Linked DNA regions of Pan troglodytes: region 2 is linked to region 1. Evidence: chromatin contacts called from public HiChIP or PLAC-seq data. All regions are on one chromosome and are shown on one strand. The core of a region is the stretch at or near the end of the contact, and the rest is flanking DNA. Distances in the headings are between cores, read along the strand shown.

The links. HiChIP or PLAC-seq counts read pairs in DNA pulled down with a chosen protein or histone mark.
Region 2: an H3K4me3 HiChIP or PLAC-seq map of stem cell-derived excitatory neurons shows a contact between it and region 1, with 3 times the contacts expected there. The contact joins the promoter of CDCA8 here to the promoter of MTF1 in region 1. A contact is called at or near these places in 1 of 7 Hi-C or Micro-C datasets (stem cell-derived neural progenitor cells) and 1 of 1 datasets of contacts at active chromatin or transcription factors (stem cell-derived excitatory neurons).

Annotation. Positions count from the first base shown.
Region 1 is chr1:193,130,625-193,135,369 of NHGRI_mPanTro3-v2.0_pri, reverse strand. It overlaps MTF1 (metal regulatory transcription factor 1), which reads right to left and starts at 2,737. Exons shown (of 10, transcript NM_001280131.1): 1 at 2,352-2,737. The coding sequence starts at 2,684.
Region 2 is chr1:193,296,797-193,301,541 of NHGRI_mPanTro3-v2.0_pri, reverse strand. CDCA8 (cell division cycle associated 8) reads left to right here and starts at 2,613. Exons shown (of 10, transcript NM_001246430.1): 1 at 2,613-2,840; 2 at 2,961-3,089. The coding sequence starts at 2,747. It overlaps AIRIM (AFG2 interacting ribosome maturation factor), which reads right to left and starts at 2,873. Exons shown (of 6, transcript XM_063803468.1): 1 at 629-2,873; 2 at 391-495. The coding sequence starts at 694.

The DNA.
Region 1 (4,745 bases), core at 1,488-3,987:
CATGCCCGTAATCCCAGCTACTTGGGAGGCTGAGGCAGGAGAATCGCTTGAACCTGGGAGGCGGAAGTTGCAGTGAGCCGGGATCGCGCCACTGCACTCCAGCCTGGGCAACAACAGCAAAACTCCATCTCAAAAAAAGAAGAAAAAAAGGACCTTGGAAAACTGGAATTCATATAATCAAAGATGACTAGGCTGATGAGAGACTGGGGAAAATGTCACAGAGGGACATTTAAGTAAATGGAGGTGGTTAGCCTGTACAAGAGGATGAAAAATCCATGATCTTCAAATAGCTGATGGACTGTTCTGTGGGAGAAAGTTTACTCAGGAAGGCAGATCTAGAACCAGCGGGCAGCACCTGCAGAAAGGCAGGTTTTGGTTCTATACAAGTAAAAGCTTTCTAACAATCAGAGCTGGCTAACAAATGTATTGGGTTGGGGTATGAAACACTGTGCTCTTGTTGTTCTGGATGTCTTCAAGCAGAAACAAGATTAACTGATGTCAGAGATGCCATAGGGAGATTTCTGCATAGGGTAGGAGGTGGGACAAGATGGTCTCTCTAAGGCTAGCAAAGGAAAAGTGATATGCCATCAATAAGCCATATGCAATTTTAAGACCTCAACCACAGCAAAAAAGATATTCCTTGCTAAATCATTCACCCTATTTCTGTTTGGTAACATCTTAGTCCTTGGTACTGTAACTACTAGTGACTTATTTTTTTCTAATTGACCTGTAATAGTTCCTGGGTGGGCCGGGCATGGTGGTTCATGCCTGTAATCCCAGCACTTTGGAAGGCCAAGGCAGGTGGATCACCAGAGGTCAAGAGTTCGAGACCAGCCTGGCTAACATGGTGAAACCTCATTTCTACTAAAAATTCAAAAAATTAGCTGGGCATGGTGGCGCGTGCCTGTAATCCCAGCTACTCAGGAGGCTGAGGCAGGAGAATTGCTAGAACCCAGGAGGCAGAGGTTGCAGTGAGCCAAGATCACACCACTGCACTCCAGCTCAGGCAACAAGAGTGAAACTCCATCTCAAAAAAAAAAAATAGTTCCTAGATAATGTATATCACTACCTTTAAACCAGAACTTTTATTTTGCTAATAATAACCACTAATATAATTTGTAAAATGCTTTACAGTTTTCAAAACATCCTGACATGCATTAGCTTACTCACATTAGCTAAACATGAAAATGAAAACTTATTTTAGATAACCTGCTCTCATTTACTGTCTCTTGCCTGAATTTCCTTTTTTTTTTTTTTTTTTTTTTTTTTGAGACTGAGTCTCTCTCTCTCATCCAGCCTGGAGTGCAGTGGCACGATCTTGGCTCACTGCCACCTCCACCTCCCAGATTCAAGTAATTCCCCTGCCTCAGCTTCCCAAATAGCTGGGATTACAGGCACCCGCCACTATGCCTGGCTAATTTTTCTATTTTTAGTACAGATGGAGTTTCACCATGTTGGCCAGGGTGCTCTTAACCTCAGGTGATCCACCTGCCTCGGACTCCCAAAGTGCTGGGATTACAGAAAGTGTTGGGATTACAGGCATGAGCCACTGTGCCCAGCCTGAATTTCTTTCTTTCTTTCTTTCTTTCTTTCTTTTTTTTTTTTTTTTTTTAGATGGAGTCTCACTCTATCGCCCAGGCTGGAGTACAGTGGCATGATCTCGGCTCACTGCAACCTCTGCCTCCCGGGTCCAAGTGATTCTCCTGCCTCAGCCTCCTGAGTAGCTGGGATTACAGCCATGTGCCACCAAGCCTGGCTAATTTTTGTATTTTTAGCAGAGACAGGGTTTCACCATGTTGGCCAGGCTGCTCTCGAACTCCTGACCTCAAATGATCCACCCACCTCAGCCTCCCAAAGTGCTGGGATTACAGGCGTGTGCCACTGTGAAATAAAAGTTCATTAAACATTCACTAAGATAATAAAACATATTCCAGCAGATACTCATCTCCAAAACAAATCATTTAAACACAACCAGGAGATAAGCCAAATATAGTTACTTCTTTATCAAATAAGCAAACTCCAGTTATTTCCCTGTAGATAAGCTAAATAGTTATTTTAGCACCAGAAACATGGGTCTACTTAAGTGAAATTTCTGTTTTATTTATGATTTGGGGAAGGAAATTCGAGAAATTACAATTTGATATTCCCAATTCCCAAATTTCAATGTGGCTATACAAACCAAAAGTTCCAGAAGCAATCACAACAAAACCTGAGGCATATGTTGTTGATAGCAAAACTACTTAAGTCCTAACCCCATGCACTCCTTTACTCCCCAGCTAAAATTTGCACCAAGAATTTTGTAAGGACTTGCCCCAAAACCAAACTAGGCCCTCACTGACTGCTTTACTTACTTCTTTACGTTTTGTTTCCGGACATTCCGACTGCAGAGTGAGGGTTGCACCTTCAATATTTCTTGGCATGGGTGTGGAACCAGGGTTTATTGTCAAATGAATCTGATCTGGTGAGATAATGTGCTGCACATAACCCTGGGACATTGCTTCATGATCTATCAGGTGAAAGCCCTCTTCACCCCCTACTAGAAAAGGCAAGTGTTCTCCGCACTGTCCGTCGTCATCTTCATCCTCCAAAGTGCCAGGGTCCTGCTCAATAAGAACAGTGGTCCTATCATAAACAGTTCCAGATGAGGAAGGCACCAGTCCGTTTTTATCCACAAACCTGAGCATTTTATCATCGGGGGTCAGCTCATCTTCCTCTGCCTCAAAGTAGATGATGTTGTTGTCTGGACTGTGTTCCCCCATGGTTCAGTTGTGCTCAGCCCAATTGTGAGAAATGAAAACGTAATGACTTGTCTGCAACAGAACAAAGCCAGAGTTAGAGTCATACCACAAGACCCACGGACCTCCTCAGCAACCACAAGGCTCATTTTCCCTCTCATTTAAAGAGCAAGCCAAAGCAAATGAAAAACCATCCTTGGGAATAATTTTTTTTTATTTTAACTTTAAAACCATCAAGTCATTTTTAAAGAAAAGCAATGCTGACTGGGCGTGGTGGCTCACGCCTGTAATCCCAACACTTTGGGAGGCTGAGATGGGAGGATCGCTTGAGGCCAGGAGTTTGAGATCAGCCTGGTCAACATAGTGAGACCCCCATCTCTAATAAAAAAAAAAAGAAAAAGAAAAAGAAAGAAAAGCAATGCTTTTCAAAAACTGAATAAGTTCATAAGACCTTCTGAATACGCCTGTCAAACAATTTGAAACTTGGTCAAAAATTTAAAGGGGACAAAAGAGCAAACAGAACAGCAGCTGCTGAAAGGCTGACTTGCTACAAATCTTAAGGGAAACTCCATCCACTCAAATATCCTCCAAATCAGACCACGAGGCAGTAAATGGTTTCATGCAGTTTATGAGAAGGAGCAAGGCTTTGGAGGCAGAGTCATCTACCTACAAATCCTGTCTTTGCCTTTTACTACATGGGTAACTTTTCTGTGCCTCATTTTTCTTACGTGCAAGGTGGGACCAGTAATTCCTGTTCTCTCAAAGTTTTTATAAGAAATAAAAGAGGCAACATATGTAAAACACAATGTTTGGTAAATAGTAGAGGAACAAGTATGAATTCCTTCCCCCCTACCTAGAACAGATGTTTCAACCTTCTGGGTGGAAGGGCTATTCCTCAATCAGGCACAAACAACGAAGATCACTGTATCTATTTATGTCCTAAAACAATATGGTGTCAACAAGAAGTTATGGGTCTGTGGTGGGCTCTCGTCCCTGAATCAATTGAGTCTTATTATTTTTGTTTCTACAGCTCCTAGCATAGTACACTGATACTATGATAAGAGTTCAGGAAATGTCAGCTAAATGAATGAAAGACATGGCTACATACTCTCTCGCGAAGATATACTATCTTGGGAAGATACATTCTCTTGAGAAAAATACCACATTTGAAGCTTTCATGTTCTGGAATAGTGATTCTTCCTTCATCTGCAAACACAGGCTCTACAAATGTGGGTTTGGCAGGCAGAACAGAGAATTTTAAAATAATCAGCACATCCCTTTTAGTTTTCAGTCTGGCTTTGCGCTTTATCTTTCTCTTCTGCTCTGGGTTAGAAAGTGAGCCTTTACTTAGTGGGATGGCTAGACAGTTACCAGAGACAGGCCAAAGGATTGGATCCAGGAGGTACCGGCCCGACCCCTAGCTCTGGCTTACGCAACCCCACAGATGTACATTTCGCTGCATCTGAGCAGAGAGAGAAGAGCACCGAGGGCCCCAGTGGGCTGCCCCGGCACCCTCGGCGGCAACGCGGAGACCAACTGTCCGGAACAAACAAGACCAGGAGGTTTGAGGGTAGCCAACGAGGAGTGCGAACAGAGCCCCCTTGAGAGGAGGCTGGGAAAAGGAACCTGTCTGGGATAGCCCCCAGCACAGGGCTACACAGAAAAATCCGAAGACAAGCTGGGGGTCTCCAAGCAAGGAGGAGAGGGGCAGGGTCCGGGTCTCCATGGAAACAGGGAAGGGGGGCTGGATACCCATCCCCATGGAAACGGAGAAGGGGTGGGGTCCCTATGGTGACCAGACTGAGGTCTCTATTGGGAAATGCTTCAGGAGGGAGCCTAAGTCCCGCGCCTCCCGGTAAGTCCCAAGCCCAGGCCGAGTCTAGTTTCGCCTTTTACCTCCGCGGCTCCCGGCAACGGCGGCAGCAGCAGCTTCTCCCCTCCCCAGCGGCACCATGATTGCCCCCACCTTCCCCTAACGTCACTTCCGCTTCCTCTTTCCGGAGGAAGGTG
Region 2 (4,745 bases), core at 1,364-3,863, 170 kb before region 1:
CACTGGGTCGAGGGTGGGCGTCATCTCTGTCATCGTGTTCAGACAGGAGTTGTCTTACCTCCAGAAGCAGGGGTTTTTTTTGTTTTTTTTTTCGAGACGGAGTCTCACTGTCGCCCAGGCTGGGGTGCAGTGGCGCTATCTCGGCTCACTGCAACCTCCGCATCCCGGGTTCAAGCAATTCTCCTGCCTCAGCCTCCCGAGTAGCTGGGAATACAGGTGCCCGCCAACACGCCTGGCTAATTTTTGTATTTTTAGTAGACGGGGTTCCTGACCTCCGGTGATCCGCCTGCCTCGGTCTTCCAAAGTGCTGGGATTACAGGCGTGAGCCACCGCGCCCGGCCTGCCTCAGCTTTCTGAAGGAGACCCTGGTTTCCCCTCGGGAAGGGTAACCTGGATAGGGCAGTCTCCTGCTTCAGAGGATTCCTGGCGTCCAAGCGCCGTCTCTTCTCTGACATACAGTCCTGTCTCCCCTGCCCGAGGCTGCCGGTCGCGTTCCTGAAAAAGCGGAAAAACTTAAAAGTCCAGACAGCCAAAGCGTGAGAACCCTCCAGGGACTGCACCACGCGCCCACAGTCTCTCTGCGCATGCTCACACGCGACCGCCCCACAAAGCTACTCCGCGGGCCTGCCTGGCTACTGAGTCGCGAAAATATATCGTAGTGCCGCAATGACTTCTGGGTACTGTAGTCCAACATGTGGATTGGCCACTCGGCTTGAAGCTTCCTTGGGATTGGATGTTGGGACCGTCCAAACACGGCGACTTCTCATTTGTCAGCCTGCGGCAGTTTAAATTGGGTGGCGGTGGTGGCATGTCCTGTTAGCTGTGGAGTCTTTTCCTCTTATCTTGCGCCTCCGGTTGTGCCTTAATGACACTTTTGACATTGTGTATCACAACCAACTGGCAAAAACTAGTAAATCACGGGCTCCTGACGTGGCAGCTCTGGCTAAGATGCAGGTGGACGTCCAGGTGCCCAGGGAGTTCGGGCTCATTGGGGAGTAGGGTGAAGGAAACCCTGAAACCGAGAGGCTGGAAGCCCGACTTGCGCAGCATAAAAACACCTGCAGGGGGAAAGCTTACATGAGGTACGGGTTGTCATCCCGTCTCATCTTGGCCATCTGACTGATGGAGATCCTCAGGCACCCAGCAGACTGGGGTGTCACCCCCACTACCCACTGCCCAGGGCTGACCTCGGGCGGAAGAGCGACATTCAAATATTTGTTGCATATGGAGCAACAGACCAGGGTGGAAGAGAGAGAAAGGACTTTCCAGGAAGGTCCAGGCTTGCCAGGGCTTCTATGCTTGGACTGCTCTGTCCCCAAGCTCGCTGGTGCCCATCAGGAGCCTGCTTGGCACCTTTGCTTATTTCTTCGATTGTTCCTCAACTCAGAGGGGGAGAGGCAAGATTATCACTCCCATAGCCTATAACATGCACGCTTAAACACAACCCCTCTGACATGGCTTCAGACCGCATCCACAGGTGAAAAGCACCAAATCCAAACAATCAGGCCACAAACCCGTCAAGAGCTCGCCGGTCTGGCCGTCCAGTCGCCGCCCGCCTTGAGACTCAGCCTGAGCTACAGCTTCGAAACTAGCCTCTAGCCTTCTGGGTCTCAGCACAACTCTTAGGCAATCCAACCCTGTGGCCGTGGGCAGATACCAAGATGCACAGTTAGCACCTCCGACAGGACCGCGGCTCGGCGGGGCTCGCCGTCTACACGCCCATTCCCAGGCCCACGGCCACGACACCCAGAGCTGCCTCCTGCCCTGGGCTCCCTGGAGCCTGGTGGCCGCGGCTCATGCTGCAGTCACCGTGTAGCCAGCTGCCAAGCGCCACTACTTGCACCTGAAGTCGCAGCCCCGCGCTGCGCACCCAGTCGAGGCGCCAACACGCGAACTGGGCGGGAGTGGCCGGCCCGCGGGGGAGCGAGGAACGATAGGGTTCCCCCAACTCGCTGCCCAGACTGGCCGCGGGATAGCGCGCCCACCCCAAAGCCTGCACCCCTGCCCTGCTCCTCTATCATTCCGTCCCCCTTGCTCCGTCAAACCCTGCCGGGGCTGCTCTGTCTCTGCCGACCCGCCACTTGCCCGAAGTTCGGCCTGGGGAGCTTGGGGCCCTGAGGAGCGCCGACGTAGGCAGCCAGCCAGTCAATCAGTCAGAGGGTCACGGCGGCCCCTTGGCTACTCAGTGGCAGCCAGGCCAGAAAGAAGCAGACGCCGACCCTGGAGCGGAATCCTACAGCCGACCTGACCTAGTAGGCCCCCAGCCCTCCAGAGCTTGGGGTATTGCAGAGCCGCCGCAAGGCCTGCCGGGAGTAGTAGTTTGTATAGTTTGCAGCCGGCCAGGGCGGAGCCGGGTGGGTTGGTGGGGAGGGCGGGGAAACAAGCCTGGACCACAACTCCCAGGAGTACCCGCGACGGCGGCGGCCTCGCTGTCGCACTCAGGCTATAGGGGGCGCATTGGGCGGAAGACCCTGGGCCGGCAGGAACTTGCTTGTGATTGGATGTTGTGGGACGGCGGCTTCTCATTCGTCAGCCTGTGACTGTGGAGTTTGAATTGGGTGGCGGTTGACTGTAGAGCCGCTCTCTCTCACTGGCACAGCGAGGTTTTGCTCAGCCCTTGTCTCGGGACCGCAGGTACGTGCCTGGCGACTTCTTCGGGTGGTCCCCGTCCGCCCTCCTCGTCCCTACCCAGTTTCTTGCTTCCCTGCCCCATCTCCGCCGCTCCCCGCAGCCTCCGCCGAGCGCCATGGCTCCTAGGAAGGGCAGTAGTCGGGTGGCCAAGACCAACTCCTTACGGAGGCGGAAGCTCGCCTCCTTTCTGAAAGACTTCGACCGTGAAGGTAAGGGGCCAGGCCGTCGCGGCCTCCTGGGGCGGTCGCGGGATGCTGGCGGGTGGGGACACGAGCTGCACAGATTCGCCCGCCCGTGACCCGTGTCCTGTCGGCTCTGCCCTCCCGCAGTGGAAATACGAATCAAGCAAATTGAGTCAGACAGGCAGAACCTCCTCAAGGAGGTGGATAACCTCTACAACATCGAGATCCTGCGGCTCCCCAAGGCTCTGCGCGAGATGAACTGGCTTGACTACTTCGGTAAGAGCTGGAGAGCTTCCCTGGGCGGAGGCCGGGAGCCCCTGGGGGTTAGGTGACACCCTTCAGAAAGGGCTCGCTCAGATGTCACCTTTTAATGAGATCTGACATGACCACTTATGGAAAATTGCAGACCCTTTCACTCTCTGTCTCACTTCCCTACTTCATTTTTCTCTATGAAAAATGGGGGGGGGGGTTGGGGGGCGGCGGGCGGGGCGGTCTCTGTCGGACAACTCAGCTCTGCTGTTACAGGTCCAAAACAGCTGTAGTGAATGGGCATGGATGGGCTGTATTCCAATAAAATTTTAGTTATGGATACACTGAAATGTGAATTTCACATAATTTTCACACATCAGGAAATTTATTTAATTTTTTTTAAACAGAGTCTCACTCTGTCACCCAGGCTGGAGTGCAGTGCAGTGCAGTGGTGCGATCCCTGCTCACTGCAACCTCCACCTTCTGGGTTCAAGTGATTCTCCTGCCTCAGCCTCTGGAGTGGCTGGGATTACGGTCGCCTGCCACCATGCCCCGCTGATTTTTGTATTTTCAGTAGAGACGGGGTTTCACCATGTTGGCCAGGCTGGTCTCGAACTCCTGACCTCAAGTGATCCGCCTACATAGGCCTCCCAAAGTGCTGGGATTACAGGAGTCAGCCACTGCGCCCGGCCAGAAAATAGTATTTTTAAAAACATATGTATATTTTACCCATTTAAAAATGAATGAATAAATGACATGGTTAGTTAACCAGAGCTCAGATAGAAGAATAACCCGAAGCAGCTCCTTCTGCAGCTTATGGAAATTGCTAACCTAAAAATGGGCGCATCAGGCTGGGCGTGGTGGCTCACGCCTGTAATCCCAGCACTTTGGGAGGCTGAGGCGGGCAGATGACCTGAGGCCAGGAGTTCGAGACCAGCCTGACCAACATGGAGAAACCCTGTCTCTACTAAAAATACAAAAAAGTTAGCCGGGCGTGGTGGCGCATACCTCTAATCCCAGCTACTCTGGAGGCTGAGGCAGGACAATCGCTTGAACCTGGGAGGCAGAGGTTGCGGTGAGCCGAGAGCGCGCCATTGCACTCCAGCCTGGGCAACAAGAGCAAAACTCCGTCTCAAAAAAAAAAAAAAACAGACACATCAGTTTTCCTGGCCAGAGAAAAATCTCAGCCTGTTTCTGCACTCCCTTATTAAATGTCCAGAGAAATGCAGGAGGCTGTACTTTTCTGCTGGGTTGCCCTTTTCTGTTTTCCTTATTATTAACTATCCAGCATGTAGTCTCCTTCCTGGATAGAAATGCATGGTCTGCTCACATATTAGACATTGAATGATCCTTTTGACTTGCCCTTTTATTTATTAATATTAAGCCATTCATTTGCTTATTTCTCCAAATACTGAGCATGTGTCAGTCACAGTGCTAGGTGCTAAAGATGCACTGGGGAATAAAACAGACATTGTCTCTGCCTTCAGGAACATACAGGTTAGTAGAAAAGAGCTATTAGAAAAATCCACATACAATTATGTAATTAAAAGTATAGGTACTACAAAGGAGATAGAATAGAGTAGTGGTCAGTGAGCATATTGTGCTTTCTATGCCGGATGGGCATTGTACCAAGTGTTTTACATACATTAACTAATTTTTCTTCATAACTAATAATATCCCTAT